Linked DNA regions of Mus musculus: regions 2 and 3 are each linked to region 1. A link is a contact called in public Hi-C and HiChIP or PLAC-seq data. All regions are on one chromosome and are shown on one strand. The core of a region is the stretch at or near the end of the contact, and the rest is flanking DNA. Distances in the headings are between cores, read along the strand shown.

Evidence for each region. Hi-C and Micro-C count contacts between places; a contact is called where the count stands out from the background. HiChIP or PLAC-seq counts read pairs in DNA pulled down with a chosen protein or histone mark.
Region 2: an H3K27ac HiChIP or PLAC-seq map of stem cell-derived neural progenitor cells shows a contact between it and region 1. The contact joins two enhancer-like sites. A contact is called at or near these places in 3 of 115 datasets of contacts at active chromatin or transcription factors (acute myeloid leukemia, embryonic stem cells and stem cell-derived neural progenitor cells).
Region 3: a Hi-C map of cortical neurons shows a contact between it and region 1, with 1.9 times the contacts expected there. The contact joins two enhancer-like sites. A contact is called at or near these places in 1 of 15 datasets of contacts at CTCF or cohesin (the NIH/3T3 cell line), 2 of 484 Hi-C or Micro-C datasets (the NIH/3T3 cell line and cortical neurons), 3 of 115 datasets of contacts at active chromatin or transcription factors (embryonic stem cells and stem cell-derived neural progenitor cells) and 1 of 9 other capture datasets (embryonic stem cells).

What each region holds. Positions count from the first base shown.
Region 1 is chr1:159,412,158-159,415,762 of GRCm38.p6, forward strand. No RefSeq gene overlaps it. Among named protein-coding and RNA genes, the nearest start is that of Mir1843b, 74 kb to the left of the region's middle. Within about 2 kb of position 1,489, at least 41 of the 459 cell types and tissues checked have an H3K27ac peak or open chromatin away from gene starts, as enhancers often do. A contact at or near this core is called in cortical neurons and stem cell-derived neural progenitor cells, where this site is marked.
Region 2 is chr1:159,739,647-159,742,872 of GRCm38.p6, forward strand. All of the region lies in intron 2 of Tnr (tenascin R), which reads left to right. Among named protein-coding and RNA genes, the nearest start is that of Gm31348, 43 kb to the right of the region's middle. Within about 2 kb of position 1,780, at least 18 of the 459 cell types and tissues checked have an H3K27ac peak or open chromatin away from gene starts, as enhancers often do. A contact at or near this core is called in stem cell-derived neural progenitor cells, where this site is marked.
Region 3 is chr1:159,818,453-159,821,618 of GRCm38.p6, forward strand. All of the region lies in intron 2 of Tnr (tenascin R), which reads left to right. Among named protein-coding and RNA genes, the nearest start is that of Gm31348, 36 kb to the left of the region's middle. Within about 2 kb of position 1,264, at least 14 of the 459 cell types and tissues checked have an H3K27ac peak or open chromatin away from gene starts, as enhancers often do. A contact at or near this core is called in cortical neurons, where this site is marked.

The DNA of each region.
Region 1 (3,605 bases), core at 239-2,738:
TATTGTGGCCTCTTGCCGATGCCGTCCTGGACACCCCAGAGCATGTGACATGTTCCCCAGCTTGATTTCAGAGTCAAGCTTGAGCAGACAGATGTCTAGGCCATACAGGCAGGCTGGCTCCTGCTCCTTGCTGGAATGGGCTTAGACTGAGGGTATGAAGCAGGCTTTCCTCTCAAGGCCAGTCCCATAGAGTGCAGGCTGGGGCACCAGAAACATAAGCTTCCTCAGTATTTACAGCCTTCTCACTTCTACTAACTAGCTCACGGAATTTCTTCTAGAATTTCCTCAGAACTCTGAAGCAGACCATGCTACTATGAATTCATATATCCCTAGCTCACCTATCTCAGGTCTCATGTATCCCAAGACTGTCTCAAACTCACTTGGGTAGCCAAACAAGCCTTGAATTCCCGATCTTCCCGCCTCTACTTCCTGAGTGCTGAGATCATACACGTAGACACATAGACTATTATGCAACATAAATAAGTAAATAAACTTAGAAATAAAGTAAGTAAATAAACCTAAAAATAAGAATGTTAGAATACATATTAAACACACCTACATTTTTGGAGTAGGGCTCACTCTTTAGGTTCTGTGTTGTAAGTGCTGTTTATATTACCTGACATAATCTTGTGCCTGCTTTGTCTCACTTCTCAGGTGATGACAACGAGGCCCAGAGTTAAGAGCTTCCCTGCAACTTACAGAAGGCACATCCAGACCCAGGTCTGTTGCAGCTTCTACATCTCGGCTCTCCATTATTTAGCACCATGCACAAAGCTCTTGGTCTAATCTCCAGCACCACATAAACCCGAATGGCAATCCATGACTGTCACCCCAGCACTCACGTGGTATAGGCAGGAAGATCAGGAACTCAGGGCTAGCCTTGGCTACCTACCAAGCAAATTTGAGAAAATCTTAGGACGTATGAAACCTTGGAGAGAGTGGAAGTAACAAGGAAACTTCTACTGAGGAACAGGAGCTAGTGAATGCCTACATAGCCCAGCCATCCAGTCTGAGGTTTGAGTCCTTTGTCCACTCATGCACAGTAGGGCAAAGCTTAGTCCCACCATCTACCTTGATAGATGGCCCCATGCTGTCCATGGTGAAGCAGGCATAGTGGTACTTCCAGTTTGGGGCATCCTTTCTGTCTACTGTAAAAATTCCATTGTTGGGTTAGCTGCTTGTATTTCGTTCCCAACATGGCATTCTCCAGCCTAGAACCTCGTCAGTTAGAGGGGTGGGGCTTGCCATCTGGGTCTTCCACCATGGGCCTGGGGCCATTAAAACTCTCTTCTCTTGTTCTTTGACTCTGGCAGGTGACTCCTGACACAGCTGGGAGAGTGAGCCATTTCTTCCGCCCAGACAGCCGGCTTTGGAAATTATTCAGGAATAACAACCGGGCCAGAAACATTTGCATAAGGAATCACACAGAACAATACATGTTATTTAAACCATCTTTGGTTGGCAACAGAAGCAAAAAGCAGCTGAGATGAATCTGCATTGCAGATCAGCCTTCTGGAGCAAGCAGGCTGGTGTAGGGGTGGGGCACTGCTTGAGGCAGGGAGAGAAGAAAGCATCCTTGTCCAGGTGCCCCTTCCCAAGCGGGGTCTCCTTGCTGGCCTTTCTATGGCTCTTGTGCATTTTTCTCCTTCCCTCCCTTCTTCCGAGATTAATGGAAACAATTTATCTTCTAATGTGACTACAGCTTATGAATTCTTTGTCTCACTCTAATCCTTTAAATTATACACATAATAAAATATGTATCCAGCGATTTTAGGTCATAATTTGATATTCTAGGGGAAGTGGGGAGGGGAGGGAACTGAAGCCAGGCATTCTCAGGGTTTGTTCCTCTCCATTTGTCTTTATTTGCTGTCTTAACCATCTCCCCCTTTCCTCCTCTCTGCTCCTGTGCACATCATATTTCCACAGTGGGCCTGGGCCCTGGGCATGGGGAGGGGCACTGCTGGAGCCTGGGCTGAGGAGTTAGTTGTACTTGAGGTCTGTGAGGGGAGGCCACAGCCATTCTCTCACCTGCTCTGGCATCTCTTCAAGAGCAGCAGTTGGGTTTCATTTTTGCAGGGCAACCAGACTGAAGATTGCCTCTAATTACCAAAGGTCTCAAGGGGTCTTTAAACACCCAGATCTCCAAGTCATAGGCAGAATAAGGAGGTACAACTCAGTGTTGACTAGTGAAGGTTCACACTCATATCATAAAATCAAAGGACAATTCTCTTCAAATGACACTCCCTTACTCAAGTATCACTACTACTCCAAGATATAGATGCTGTCTGCTCTCAAAGTCATGGAAGGCTGGACTCCCTGCTGCCTGACTTCCCTTAACTGTACCTGCTTGGAGGGTGAAACTTTTTTTTTTCCCTTTCTCTCTTCTTTGTTCCTATTAGAACTTTTAAGGTGCTGGATAAATGTTACACCACAGAGCCATATCCCTAACTCTTGTTAGTTTCCTTTTTATTTTAAAAATGTAGCCCACTAAGTTACCCAGGTAGGCCTTGGGCTTGTGATCCTCCTGCCTCAGCCTCTTGAAAAGCTTAGATAAGAGTCCGTGCCCCAAGCTTGGATGGGAAGGTTTTCTATAATTTGCACTGGTCCTGTTGGGGCTGAAGAGATGTCGCAGCAGTTGAGTACACTAGCTACTCTTTCACAGGACATAGGTTCAGTTCTTAGGCTGTCAGCATCCACACGGTGACTGATAACCATCTATAACCCCAGTTCTAGGGGATTCGGTGCCCTCTTAGCATGTCAACAGGCAGCAGGCACATATATGATACACATGTATACATAAAAGCAAACATTCATCCACATAAAAATTTAAAAATGAATGAATGAATAAAATCTTAAAAAAGCAAAGAGCTTGGCTTTGGCCTTGTCAATATTTTGGTGACATGTATTCTGGCTTCCAAATTACCCTTGTCCATCCTCTAGTGACATGGGGCATCCTAGGACAACAATTTTTCAGAACTCATCCTCAGGTCTCATGCTAAGGGTGAGACACACACACACACACACACACACACACACACACACACATACACACGCACACATACACACACACACTCCATTGCCAAGTAGGCAAAGGCCAGGAAGGCTTCCCAAGACAGTTCACTCCCTACCCTCGCCCCAAGGCAAAGCATCTTCCTCGGTCTCCCATAGGGATTCTTCCTAACTCTTGTCTACACTCTACCACATGTCTACACTCCACCATCTGTGTAAACCCTGCAGTGACAGAGGGGCTGGAGGATCCTGTCAAGTGGCAGACCTATTTGGAAAGGAGGCAGTGAAGCTGGATGTTCTCATAGTCAGAAGGGAGTGGCTGTTGGCCTGGAGTGAGAGGGAACCGAGACTCTTCAGGGCAGTCTGTAAGGTCTTGAAATAGTGCATTGTGCTGTAGTTAAGCAAGCATGACAGAGGATACACACACACACACACACACACACACACACACACACACACACACACACTAGTACAGAGGTGGCAATCCACAGGGGTTAGTGGGTGACTTAGAGGAAACCAGGAATAACTGAGTCAGGACCAGCCTTCCCTATCTGCAACATGACCAGAAGAGACAGTCCTTATGCAACTCATTTGGA
Region 2 (3,226 bases), core at 530-3,029, 330 kb after region 1:
TCCCTGCCAAGCCTTGTCACATGTGCACGGTGGGCCTCTCCAGAGAACATGGCTTATGTAGATTAACTCTCTCTCCCACACACTTATAAATCTCTTTTGCAAATGCTGCTTGGCATAGACTTTGACTTGCAGAAGTTACCAAACAGGAAGGAAGCCAGGTGACCCCGTGGCTCTTTAGCAATTTAGACCAAGGTAAGCTCACCGGGCTGGGTCAAACTGCCTGGATCAACTTGCTTCTCTCTTACCCTCGGTCCCCATGCATTTGTGAGCAGCTTATTTTAAGAGCTGATTAGATGAGCCCTTAATAACATTAGAACTTAAATGGCCCCAGATAGGCTTTCAGCTTCTTGCCAAATTGAGACAAATGTGATATTTGGGGCACTGAGCTCCCAGCTTCGTGGCTGCTCTGGACTACAGGCAGGTTCTGAAGCATTTTGCCTTCTCCCCTGATGCCCTGAAGCCTACAAGTGGGTTCGTTTGTATCTTTTGGGGCCCTTTCATCTCTAAAAGGCTAGTATTCTATGTCAATGGTCTTGTTGATCCTATATTTTCAAGGAAAGTTAGGTTGGTGATGAGGAGCCCAAAGAGTTGTATATTTTCATTTCAAGAGCCTACAGGAAATCCTCTCAGTGTCCTCCCCATACTTTCTGGGAACTTTAAGTTCAGGAAACAACCTTTGTTGAGCAACTACTACTTTAAGTCATTTAGTTCAACATTAACGTCAGTAATAGCAGAGTTTGGGTGGATACAACAGAAAATGATAAGATAATGCATTTCTGTTGCCTGAATATGTAAATCATAGGTTGATTCATTTTTAGGAAAAACAGATGTGTTGATCAAATAAATAGATAGAACATTCCAATTTAATTTAATACTCTTCTGTAATTTTTGGGGGGGTGGGAGAGGTAAAAACAGAATGGGAAAAGCAAAGAAAGTTGAAAGTGAACATAAAAGGAACCCCCCCCCGGAAATTGAGGTAAACATATTGCAAACAAACCAAACAGGTGGGCATATCTTCCCTTTTGTCTCTTCTCACACCAGATTTTGCATCCCCAGAACATAGTGAAACTCCTAACTCAAGCTTTCTCCTTTGGATATGGATGGTCTAAGCTTCCTTGGAAATGCACAAGTGCAGTCTACAGCACAGCTTTCATCTTTTCAAAGGAAAGTAAACTGAGTTCACCCTTGCACTGGGGTCAGGAGTCTCCTGCTGAGGTGTTTCCCTGAGCAGAACCAAGGAGCCTCAGGAGACAGCAAAGAGGAGGACGCTGAGGCCTGGGTAGTAGGGTGGACAAACCTGTCCTTCCACTGTGGCCCCACAAGTTCCCAGTTTAGCCCAGCCTTCACTCCCAGATTATTGGGTGGTTTCTAGTGCTTTAAACCATGGCCAGAACCAAATATCTCAGCTGAGTAGGCATAGCTTGCTTTAGCTGTGGGGATTGCAGCAGCTCAGTAGAGGTCAGCCCCCAGGATCATGTTTGATTCTATCTCAAACTCCAGTCAGTATGGGCTCAAAGACTGTTTGATGTGGAGGACTACAAAAGAAATGTCAGGGGCCTCAGCCCCTGAGTTCAGCCCTGCACCCCTGAGAAGTTAATCACCCATCCAATTGTGATGCACTTTCATGGCAAGCACATTGCCTGGAAGGTCACTTCTCATTACAGTGTGTTGCTAGTGTTGTATTTGTGGTTTTCTTTCAACGTCTATGGCTGTGAAAACTCAGTGCTGTTAGGTACATGAGTTTGCTGGCCAGCCCTCTTCCCCTGCCAAACCTTGGGCTGTATACAAAGACTTGTTTCACTCCATCCTCTACTCCAACCCTTGCCAAGGTTCACTCCCCCCCCCCAGTTCCTGCTTTATTCTTCTCCCCCAAAGTCTGATCCAATGTCTCTTTTCTTATTTATATTTTATTCTCTGTAAGCCTTTCTCTCTCTGTTTAGAGAAGACTTGTTTCCATTTAAACAAATAGAAGCAGCTTTCTCTTGCTCCACTGAACCTCTGTTGCCTTCTCTTAATCTAAGCTCTGTGGAAGAAGGTTCTACATTTACATAGCACATTACTCGGTCTTTAACCGTGTGGACAAAAAGAGGTGGCCTACTCACCCACACAGTGAAAGCATTGTGACTTGGCAGAAATACATTTAGTAAGTAGCATGTGCCATGACCACTGTGCATTTGGATCCCATGCAGGGTAGATTTATCAGGATATCAAGGATGCCTAGTCTCTGCCCCAAATGACCCAGTACTGGGATAAATGGAGAGGTGGTGCTGAATACAATGGAGAGGTGCACTGAGAATCAACAGCTGTGCCTTCTGGATAGGAGCCAAGCAAGTTGGACAGGAGGGGACACATGAGGGGAAAAGAACAAAAGAGTGGATCTGTCTGCGTGGAATGAACGGCATGGGAAAAGGAAATGAGGTCACTGGGGCCCAGGTAATGTGAAGTTTAGTGGGCACTGTGCCCACCAGGGAAGCAAGGCATACTGAGGGTGCACATTCTATGTGACACATTAGAAACTTTAACTCCTTGTCGAGAGTAGGGGAAAGAGAGAATTTAGAGCTAAGGCATAGCACAATCAAATTGCCTTTTTAGAAAGATCACTGTGGAGCAGCAATGTGAGAGGACATGAAAAAGGAAGCTGATCTAACAGTTCAGACAGGATGGTTGGGACCTGAACCCAACACAGCTTTGTACATGGATGAGAGCTCCAGACTCGCCTTCTCCATCCTCCACAACTACACTGGGATAGATGATGTCTCTTCTGCCCTAAAACCCCAGAGCATGTGTTGTGCTATTCTTATCGAGCTTACTCGATGTGTACTGCACTTATTGTTCATTTCTGTAATGTTTCTGATCAAATTGTATCGCTCTCTCCCCCTTTGCAAATTACAGTACCTTGCTCACCGTGAGCACTGAGAGAAAGGTTATTTAGTTGAATTGAATTTTCAAGAGCTTCAAACCATGAATAATTGAGGAATCAGCCATGTATAAGTGCTCATCATTTACATAATTGTGTAAACAAGCTGATAAAAAATTTTTATTTTCCCCACTACTTTTATTATCCCGGAATGCCTAACTTCACAGCTCTCCAGGTTTCAGGGAAATAATTTTTAAAAATATGTTCTGTAAGCCACACAGTTTGCATCTCTCTGGGAAAGGGAAGCGGCTGAAGGGAGGGAACACATGATCACATTGGCTAAACATAGAGCCATGTACAAACATTGAG
Region 3 (3,166 bases), core at 14-2,513, 410 kb after region 1:
CTCAAATTAAAATAAGACGGCAATAAAGTGACACACAAATGTGTGATTGTAAACGCTGAAGGGACTTTACTTAATCAAGTAAAAGGGCATAGCTTTCTTACTGCCACATAATGCAAAGGCATTTTATTACTCTGGCAATTGCCAAAAAAAAAAAAAAAAGTCAAATGACTTTATGGGGGCTTCTTCTAAATTACCTTTATTAATGCATGTAATATTATTGAAAAATTATACTACAGAGTAAATGTTCCATTGAGCTACAAGTTGCCCGCAGGAATGTGTTGTAAATATACTTAGGTGAATATGTTACTATCTTTGCAAGCCACTTTGCACTTATGACAGCCTTGGAAAACCAACCTAGCAGTGAGCACCAGCAAAGGTAGGGGGATTTTGCAGTGAATATCCACCACAGGTAAGCCTGCAATGCCTGGAGAGAGATGCATTGTCTTTAAGCATGATAACTTATTTGGGAATTGCTTCTGAACATTTTTGCCGACTCCTTGGATCTTTCTGATATGTTGGCATTTGCTTTTAGAAACCTGTTTGGCTGATTTGAATAAATATGATCTGGGGCCGTTGACAGGACGTTTCATATTTATTGCAGTTTAATGCTTGAAAACAGAATGACTAATGGCTGAGGCCTGCCAAGGTGAGGTGGGTGAAAGCTTTCTCCTCTTCTCTTCTGTCACTCTGTGTACATCTGCCTCCATGGGGGGAAATGCATTTTGTTGTGACTTACAAGATTTCTAACATACTTTCTTCTCACCCCTGAGTCAACCCTGAAAGCTTGCTCTCACTCTTAGCATCCAGTGAGCCACTGAATGTAACTTTAAAGACCTGGGTCTCAGAACAGGTGTTTAAACTCGTCTCTCTTCTGCGCCATCTTCAAGCTCCTCCTCAGGACCCCAGGGCTCTGCCTTCTAAGCCCCTTTCCTCTGGTTTTTTTGCCTAAGCCTCCAACCACTCTATGTCAAACTAATGGGAGTCATCTTGTCCTAATTTATGAGGCTATTTTACACGTCCTGCTGGCTTTTCTCCACAGTGACACCTACAAATTGTTTGAAAAGGGATACAGGAGAATGAGGGAGGGGGAAACAACAGAAAACACTATGTAAAAGAAGAAGCAAACCCAGGCTGCCTAAGCTGCCTGCCTGTACCCTTCCAAGAACCCCCACATCCCAACTCGCATGATGAGCATGCAACCACTGTGCAATGAAGCCACAGCCTGGAAAACCTACCGACAGATGCTGCTCTGCCCCTCTGTCCCCAGTGCAGCTAGATTCTGGCTGGGAAGACATCCAAATGCAAAATGCACCACGCTGCTACCTCTCTCCACAGTTCTGTTTAGTAATTCACACTCCTCTTCTTTGCTTGCTGAATTCCCACTGCCTCCATTTTAGGATTTTTTTTTTAAGCCTTACCTTCTTTTTTGTTGTTTGTTTTGTTTTGTTTTTGTTTTTGTTTTTGTTTTTTTGTTTTTTTGTTTTCTGTCTCAGGAATATGATGGAGTATTATGGAAGAATAGAGGGTGAGTTCTCCAGAAAGGGAGAACAGAGCATGGCTGGACCCAGGCAGTCTTAGGACTGGACTGCTGCAGTGTTTTCCCTAAGCAGCTGAGGAAAGCTGGAGGCTCCCTCTACTACTGACCACTCCAAGGACCTGAATTCCCACAGTCTTTAAATTGATGTAATTTTAAAACTATGGACACAGTGTGCACAGTGTGCAAATATCCACTGTGTGCGGGGTGTGTGTGTGTGTGTGTGTGTGTGTGTGTGTGTAGGGTGTGTGTCTACTGAGAACTAACCACTTGGTCATGTAAAAGTCATGAGTGACTTCAGAACAGAGGAAAATAGATGGTAGAGAGCTGAGAGGATATGCATTCTCTCAAAGCTGAGGGTGACCTAGATTAGTTCATATGCAGTTCAACATAAGAATGAGGTTACAGTTTCCAGAAAATGTGAGGATAAATAACCCTAATGTCAAGTCACTTCCCAGAGCCTGAGTTCACTAACTTACCATCGTGTGTTAATGCTAGTCATGTTTGAGGCACAATGCTAATTGCTGGAGGCACGGAAATAGCACAAAGATGAGTAAATTACATGTGATTTACTCATTTGGGGGCTCAGTTGGTAGGGGGCTAGTCATAGTTTGCATGAAGGCCTAGGTTTGATCTCTAGCGCTGTATAAACCAGGCATAGTGGCATATGATGCCTGTGGTTCTAGCACTCTGGTGGTTAAGTGAGGGAGATCACAAATTCAAGATTATCCTTGGCCACATAGCAAGTTCAAAATCAGTCTGGGCTGCATGAGAGCCTGACTTTAGATAGATAGATAGATAGATAGATAGATAGATAGATAGATAGATAGATAGATAGATAGACAGACAGATGATAGATAGATGATAGATAGATAGATAGATAGATAGATAGATAGATAGATAGATAGATAGATAGATAGATAGATGAATGAGAGAGGGAGGGAGAGGGACAGACAGACAGACAGACAGACAGAGAGAAAACCCACTGTCTACTTGTCAGGATTTGGATCATCCAGAAGGCACACACACCTCTGATATCTGTAGGGGAGTTTCAGAGATACTTAACTCAGGATAGAAACTCCACACTGAATGTGAACACCATTCAACTGCCCCAAGCTCTTGCCATCTTAGCTCTTGGTCCCATACCTTCCTTGCCCCATACTGTGAGCCAGAGGAAGTCCTTTCTTAAGTTGCTTTTGTCAAGTAATATGTCATAGCAATAAGCACCAGTAGAACACACACAGTCACCTTCATCCTCAGATGAGTTCTTTGAGAAATAAGAATAACCACAATAGGGATTCTGCCATTCCCACTAACTCATCTTCCAGCCAGCTTTCTTTCCCAGCCATATCCTCTCCCTCCCCATCAGAGACTTGGCTTTTCTTGGAAAGCAGTCCTTTTACTTGAATACTAGGTCCACTCTTCCTTGCCTACTCAGGCCCTCAACCCAGTGAAAATCCTTGTAGATCTGTTTTTCTCTGCTCTAGAGTCATTCATGACTTCCACACTGCCAAGCCCAGTGATCAGTTAGTTCTCAGAGGCCCATCCTATTGGATCTGTTTACAGCTCTTAATGCAAACGGATTCCCCATCCTCTTTCAGTTGTCATTTACTTGACATTGGAATCTACTCT